2 separate regions of the Mus musculus genome follow, and region 2 is linked to region 1. A link is a contact called in public HiChIP or PLAC-seq data. All regions are on one chromosome and are shown on one strand. The core of a region is the stretch at or near the end of the contact, and the rest is flanking DNA. Distances in the headings are between cores, read along the strand shown. Region 1 overlaps Gm6559 (predicted gene 6559). Region 2 has its middle 47 kb from the start of Gm38811.

Region 1 (3,029 bases), core at 130-2,629:
TATGATTCAAGAGACTGGTGATTTGTCATGCTCAAAGCCTTGGTCTGCAATTCCAGCACCACGAGAAAAGGCACGCAGGTATCCAATCCCCACGCTCCGGAAGTGGAGGCAGGAGGAGCAGAAGTTCAAGGTCGGGGGGTGGGAAAGTGGGTGCTCCGTGGGTAAAGTGTCTGCCAGGGAGGAATTGAATCCAAACCCCAGAAGCCACCTGAAGCTCAGAGCAGTAGCACTCATCTGTGGCAGGAGGGGAAGCCAAGAATCAATCAGCCAGTCCAGCTCACCCAACAGAAGCCAGCAAAGAGACCCTCTGTGGAACAAGAAGAATGTAAGGACCAGCATCAATTTCCATCTGTCCTTCAACCTCCACTTGCTGTAAGCATGCTCTCTCTCTCTCTCTCTCTCTCTCTCTCCCTCTCTCTCTCTGTTTCTCTCGCTTGTGCTCTCTCTCTCTCTCTCTCTCTCTCTCTCTCATACACACACACACACACACACACACACACACACACACACACACACACAGAGTTCAAGGTTATCCTTGGCAATGCAGCAGAGGAATCACCTGGGTGCTTATCACGCATCCAGGTTCCTGAGTCCTAACTCCAGAAATTCTGATTCAATTGGGGAAGGGAAAAGAGGGTGGCAGAGTTCACAACCCAACCCGACTTGGAAACCACTTGGGAGAGGGAGTGTTTCATACCCACCATAGCAGGAGCTCAGGAGGTTTCCCTCTGTCAGCAAGCTTGAGTAACAAAAACACATGAGGCTGGGAACGTGCTAGGGACATATCAGGTAAGATTAGGATTTAAATATATCCTGGGCCTCTCCTTAAGGATCATATATGTAAGTCACAGTGTGTGTGCATATATAGAACGTGCAGGTGTAATTTAATTAAAGGCAGGGCAATCAAAGAGAAAGATTCGCACGTTCTTCCTTCCTAGGCCACTTAAGGAGTGAGGTTGCAACGAAAGTCTCTCTTTTTTTCTAAGACATTATGAAAGGGGGTTAGTGTGAACAGGGTCAGGGATCGGTAGAGACATTTTCCCTACAGAGTGGAAGGAGAGAAGCTGGCAGTCACAGAGAAGCTGGTGAAGCTCCAGGTCAGGACAAGCAGCTCACACATGCCCGCCCACCTGCTGTGAACCAGACCTGAGAGAGCACCAGCACCTGCCTGGCTACCGTGTGCCTAATCCCAGAGTTGACTCGAACAAATAACATTCATAGTCTATGATTAGACAACAGCTTTTCCAAATAGAAGCCAGTACACAGTGAGACAGGAAAAAAAAAAAAAAAAAAAAAACCCTCAGCAATCTGTCTGAAAAGTAATTCTGCGATCGATCAGCAGGTGTCGCTGTTTTGCCTACGTGAACAGGGCTCTTTGTTCTTGGCCAAGTTGCTCCGACGCTCCGCGTGCAGTTAAAGACGACCAACCCGCTCTCAAGCTTGTCCCCGAGGGACTTTAATTTGGTCCGAGACAAAGAAATTCCTTCCTCAATTTTTTAAGTGGAGAAATATAGTGAAATTATGCCCGTATTCCCTAAAAAAAAAAAAAAAAAAAAACTGTATTGACATGTCATATTGTAATTTCCAGGGAACCATATAAAACCAAGCTCACACTGGTAGCTGCAGGGGCTGAGATGAGGAAGTTGAGTTTTCGTTTTATAAGATAAAAAGAGTTGGCTCCAGCCGCATATGTAGCAGAGGATGGCCTTGTCGGTCATCAATAGGAGGAGAAGCCGTTGGTCCTGTGAAGGTTCTATGCCCCAATACAAGGGAATGCCAGGGCCAGGAAGCGGGAGGGGGTGGGCTGGTGAGCAGGGAGACGGGGGAGGGGATAGCAGGTTCTCAGAGGGGAAACCAGGAATGGGAATAACATTTGAAACGTAAATAAAGAATATATCTAGTAAAAAGATCAGGAAAAAAATATAAAAAGAGTTATTGGTATTGAACGTGGGGTGCCTTTAACACCACTAAACTGTGCACTAAAATGGTTAAAATGATAAATTTTATGGTATCTGCATTTTAAAGAGTTGGTTGTGAGAGCCTAGCTTTTGGGTTTGTTTGTGTTTGGTTTTGGTTTTGTTTGTTTGTTTGTTTTTTTTTTTCAAGACAGGGTTTCTCTGTGTAGCCCTGGCTATCCTGGAACTCACTCTGTAGACCAGGCTGGCCTCGAACTCAGAAATTTGCCTGCCTCTGCCTCCCGAGTGCTGGGATTAAAGGGGTACGCCACCACGCCCGGCTGAGAGCCTAGCTTTTAATGGCTATACCATCTCTCTAGTCCATGTTATGTATTTTTTATCACAATAAAACATTCGAATAAAATGAACAGAACAGAACAAAGCAAAACCAACGCTAAGCCTATCTCTAACCCTCCTTGTAAGTCACGTTCATGAATTGGCAACATGAGCCTAGAAAGCAGATGAATTCCAGAGATGAAGTCTGCCATCTGGTGCACAGGATGAATGGACCCCTTCTGTGAAGAACTCAGAAAGCCCGTCCTGAGCAGAGGTCAAACGTCTCCTTCTGGAAGTCCTAGGGGTGGGAAAGATACCGAAGACAGCATTTAAGCTTGTGATGGACTGAGCTTACATTTAAAGAACCCACTGTGTGAAACAGAGATCCTGGCCTTTCCCGTCATATCTGCTCCTCTAGAACTCCAAACTTAAAAATCCAGAAAAGAGTCAGTACTATTTGCTGAGCCGCCCCACCCCATATGATAATATATGTTTATTTAGACCCAGTTTTCAGCATATCCATATGGGCCTAGGGAAATGGCATTCCTTACACCCAAGTAGGTCCAAGCTTGCTGGGACATTACTTCATTAGCTTGTTTGTTTAAGACAGGGGTCTCTCTACATAGCCCAGGCTGGCTTTTCCTCCGGCCCAGCTCTTCTGGGAAACCTGCTCATTCAGGATCTCTGATACAGTAGTGCCCCAAACTAAAAACCCCTGCCCTAAGAACTCAAAATATTATCTGAAGACACTCAAAATTCCACTTAAGATTCTAATCCAATCGATCAAAGCAAATGCTG
Region 2 (2,904 bases), core at 133-2,632, 370 kb after region 1:
TACTGAGGATAAGCTGGTACTTAGAACTTCATCCCTGCCCAGGGTGTGACAAGTGCCATGGTGGAAGTAAATTCAGCAAGAAGTGATCCCTAGCCTAGCACAGGGAGGTCGAGCCTTCAGTGTGACTGACTGGAGAAACTGACACCGCGCTAGCTATGAAATAGCAAGATTTGAGAATTACAACTTCTCAGGATGGAGGGGTAACCTGTGCAAATCCTGAAGAGTCTGCCAGGAAGGATAATAGCCTGTATATGCAGTACAGGTCAGAGGGAGGTATAGGCTACAGAGCTAGAGGTGATCCAGGCCTGACAGCCCATGATGGATGTGGTGGGACACACACGGAGGTCAGCTCATGTCTGTAGGAAAGCCCTCTGAGGGGATTGCCCTGGATCAGCCTGCAGTATCAACCCTGCAGCTGATGAGGAGAAAGCACGGGAGGGGCTCTGAGCAGCTACAGAATAAACCAACCAAGTGAACGATAGTTTTGCTATTTTCTCTAATTAGTGCTGAGACCTGACTCTTAGGGTTGGGAGGGTGATAGATAACAATGTTTTCATGAGGAAAAAAAAAACCTTGAAATTCACATTAGGTTGTTTTAGGTAAGCAAGTTCTAGAAATTGAATGACTGAATTGAAATGGAAAAATTGAAATATCTAATCTATCTATCTTATTTGAGATTTTTTTTTAATCTCTCAGCGATGACACTGGTAAGTTCTGCAGCACAGAGCTGAGAAGAAGGCCCTTTGGAAGGATCCTTTTAGCCCAGCCTCTGGGGTCAGCAGGACCTCAACTGAAATCACTCTTGTGCCTCACCTCTCCACCCATCAGATTCCTCGTCTAAAAAATAGGATGTCAACAGCACTCCACACCCAGGGGACACCACAGAATGGGACTGAACCCAGGGACATATGTAAACAGCTGGGAGCAGAGCCAGGCACACCAGGAGCCTTAGCAATGGCAGGAGGGGACTGAAGGGCTAAAGACCAAAACCAAATGACTCAGAAGAGAATCTTGATGTCCTTAGGTGGCCTTGGATCCTTTTGATTTGTTCCTATTGTGGCATGATGTGGCAAGTTTCGATGATTCATTTTGTAGTAAATAGGGCTGAGCGACTTCCAAGGCATTTGAACTTCTGTACAGAGCCCAAGGAACTTAGGTTTTTTTTTTTTTTTTTACTCCAGGTTACTGAGCCAAACCTGACTTGCAAAATGACCGGCCTCTGCTGCAGAGGCAGGGGAGAATTTGGCTCCCTCGCCTATGATATCTACAGTAACCCATCAGCCATGGAACTGAAGGATGTGTTCTGCGCTCCCCTTTCCCCTTTAATGTGCCATTAAATCAAATACTCTATTAGCAGAATTAGTTCATTCAGTGTCTGCAAGGAAACATCCTGTGAATTGTGCGATGTCGCTCGCAAATGGCCCTGCACTCTGGGGTCTACTTGAGCAGTTTATATCCTGTGGAGGAGGGCCGAGCTGCCCAAGGATCCCACTGCCTTCCTCTAAGTGAAATATTATGGCTTCCACAAAGGATAATTATTTGGATCATTTTGCCATGTGCAAACCCGGTGAATTCCAAACACTGTGGATCAGGCTCTGGCCCAAAGCCTGCTGTCCCCACACCTGCAGACCAGGACTTGCCTTGGCCCCGTGGCCAACCTTCCCAACCTTCTTGGCTTCTCTGCTCTCTGTGTAAGTCCAGTTCTGAGGCTGAGGCAAAAAAGATATGTTTTTGTTGAGAGTTAAGACATGGAGAAATTCCCTCCCTTGATTTAGGTGAGGGCTATAGGTGGAAACCCACTTATTTCCACTCTCACTCACAGTCACTCAAACCATGGGAAAGCAGGCAATACCAATGACCGTGCCTCTGTCACGGTAATCTAGCGTTAGGAAAATTAGCAAGGAGTATATAAAGTCACATTCGGGCACGCTGACTGCCGGGGCACTGGCTGTTTCTGGGGCTTGTGGTCCACTCTTCCTCATGCCCAGGGACGTCTAGCCAGGTGAATTTACTCATTATGTCCTCGTCCTCTAGAGCCAGTGTATTGGAGAACATTTGCTTTCATACATGGTAAATCTTAAATTGATGTACTGGCGAATATTTAACCTTTTCAGTGGAGAGGATTGTCGTTTGCAAGGCTTGCCAACTACCATAGTGTAAATACTACCACTGTGATTGATTTTAAGCTATCAGTGTGTCATTGTTGCATACAAAGATGGAACGCTATGCTTGTTAAAACCCACAGTATACCCTAGTTCCTTGAATGTGACCTTAAGAGTACTTAATAGTAAAATCCAGTAAAATGATTAGAATGGTATGAGTTCTAGATAATCAATACTTAAAAAACAACAACAACAACAATGTAATCATGATCATGTATAACAAGGATGTCTGCAACATCCTTCAAAATTAGCAATCAGACCTCACAGGTGAACAGAGCCCAGGCCTTGCACATCTCTCGGTCTAAGAGTATAGCATACAATTTCTCCATTACAACCCAATTACAGTCCTATAATGGGCGTGGGTCTGAGGCAGGCTTCCACATAGTGCTAGGGACCCTGGTGCCCTCTCACTTGGGTCTTCATCGCCCTCTAGGGATCTCAGACTCACTCACTTTCTAACCAAGGACATGATTTTAATTTTCCAAGTTTGGCTACTTTCCAAGGGCTGAGATTCTGTCACATGGCCAACTCTAACTACAAGAAAAGGTACAGAAACTTTTAGTTGTGGACCCAAGAAAGGAAGTGAAGACTGTGGGCATCTTGTCCTTTCTTCTACAGCACATCTAAGATTGACTTCTTCACAGATTGATGTCATGAAGTAGATAGTTGGCTTATCTTATTAAATATGCCAGGGTTGTGGGGTGTAAATGGTGAAATGAATTGTTACAGAGTTATCAACTAA

What was found. HiChIP or PLAC-seq counts read pairs in DNA pulled down with a chosen protein or histone mark.
Region 2: an H3K4me3 HiChIP or PLAC-seq map of bone marrow-derived macrophages shows a contact between it and region 1, with 3 times the contacts expected there. The contact joins two enhancer-like sites. A contact is called at or near these places in 3 of 115 datasets of contacts at active chromatin or transcription factors (bone marrow-derived macrophages, embryonic stem cells and pancreatic cancer cells).

What each region holds. Positions count from the first base shown.
Region 1 is chr6:51,382,807-51,385,835 of GRCm38.p6, forward strand. All of the region lies in intron 1 of Gm6559 (predicted gene 6559), which reads left to right. Among named protein-coding and RNA genes, the nearest start is that of Gm6559, 4.6 kb to the left of the region's middle. Within about 2 kb of position 1,380, at least 50 of the 459 cell types and tissues checked have an H3K27ac peak or open chromatin away from gene starts, as enhancers often do. A contact at or near this core is called in bone marrow-derived macrophages, where this site is marked.
Region 2 is chr6:51,756,334-51,759,237 of GRCm38.p6, forward strand. No RefSeq gene overlaps it. Among named protein-coding and RNA genes, the nearest start is that of Gm38811, 47 kb to the left of the region's middle. Within about 2 kb of position 1,383, at least 20 of the 459 cell types and tissues checked have an H3K27ac peak or open chromatin away from gene starts, as enhancers often do. A contact at or near this core is called in bone marrow-derived macrophages, where this site is marked.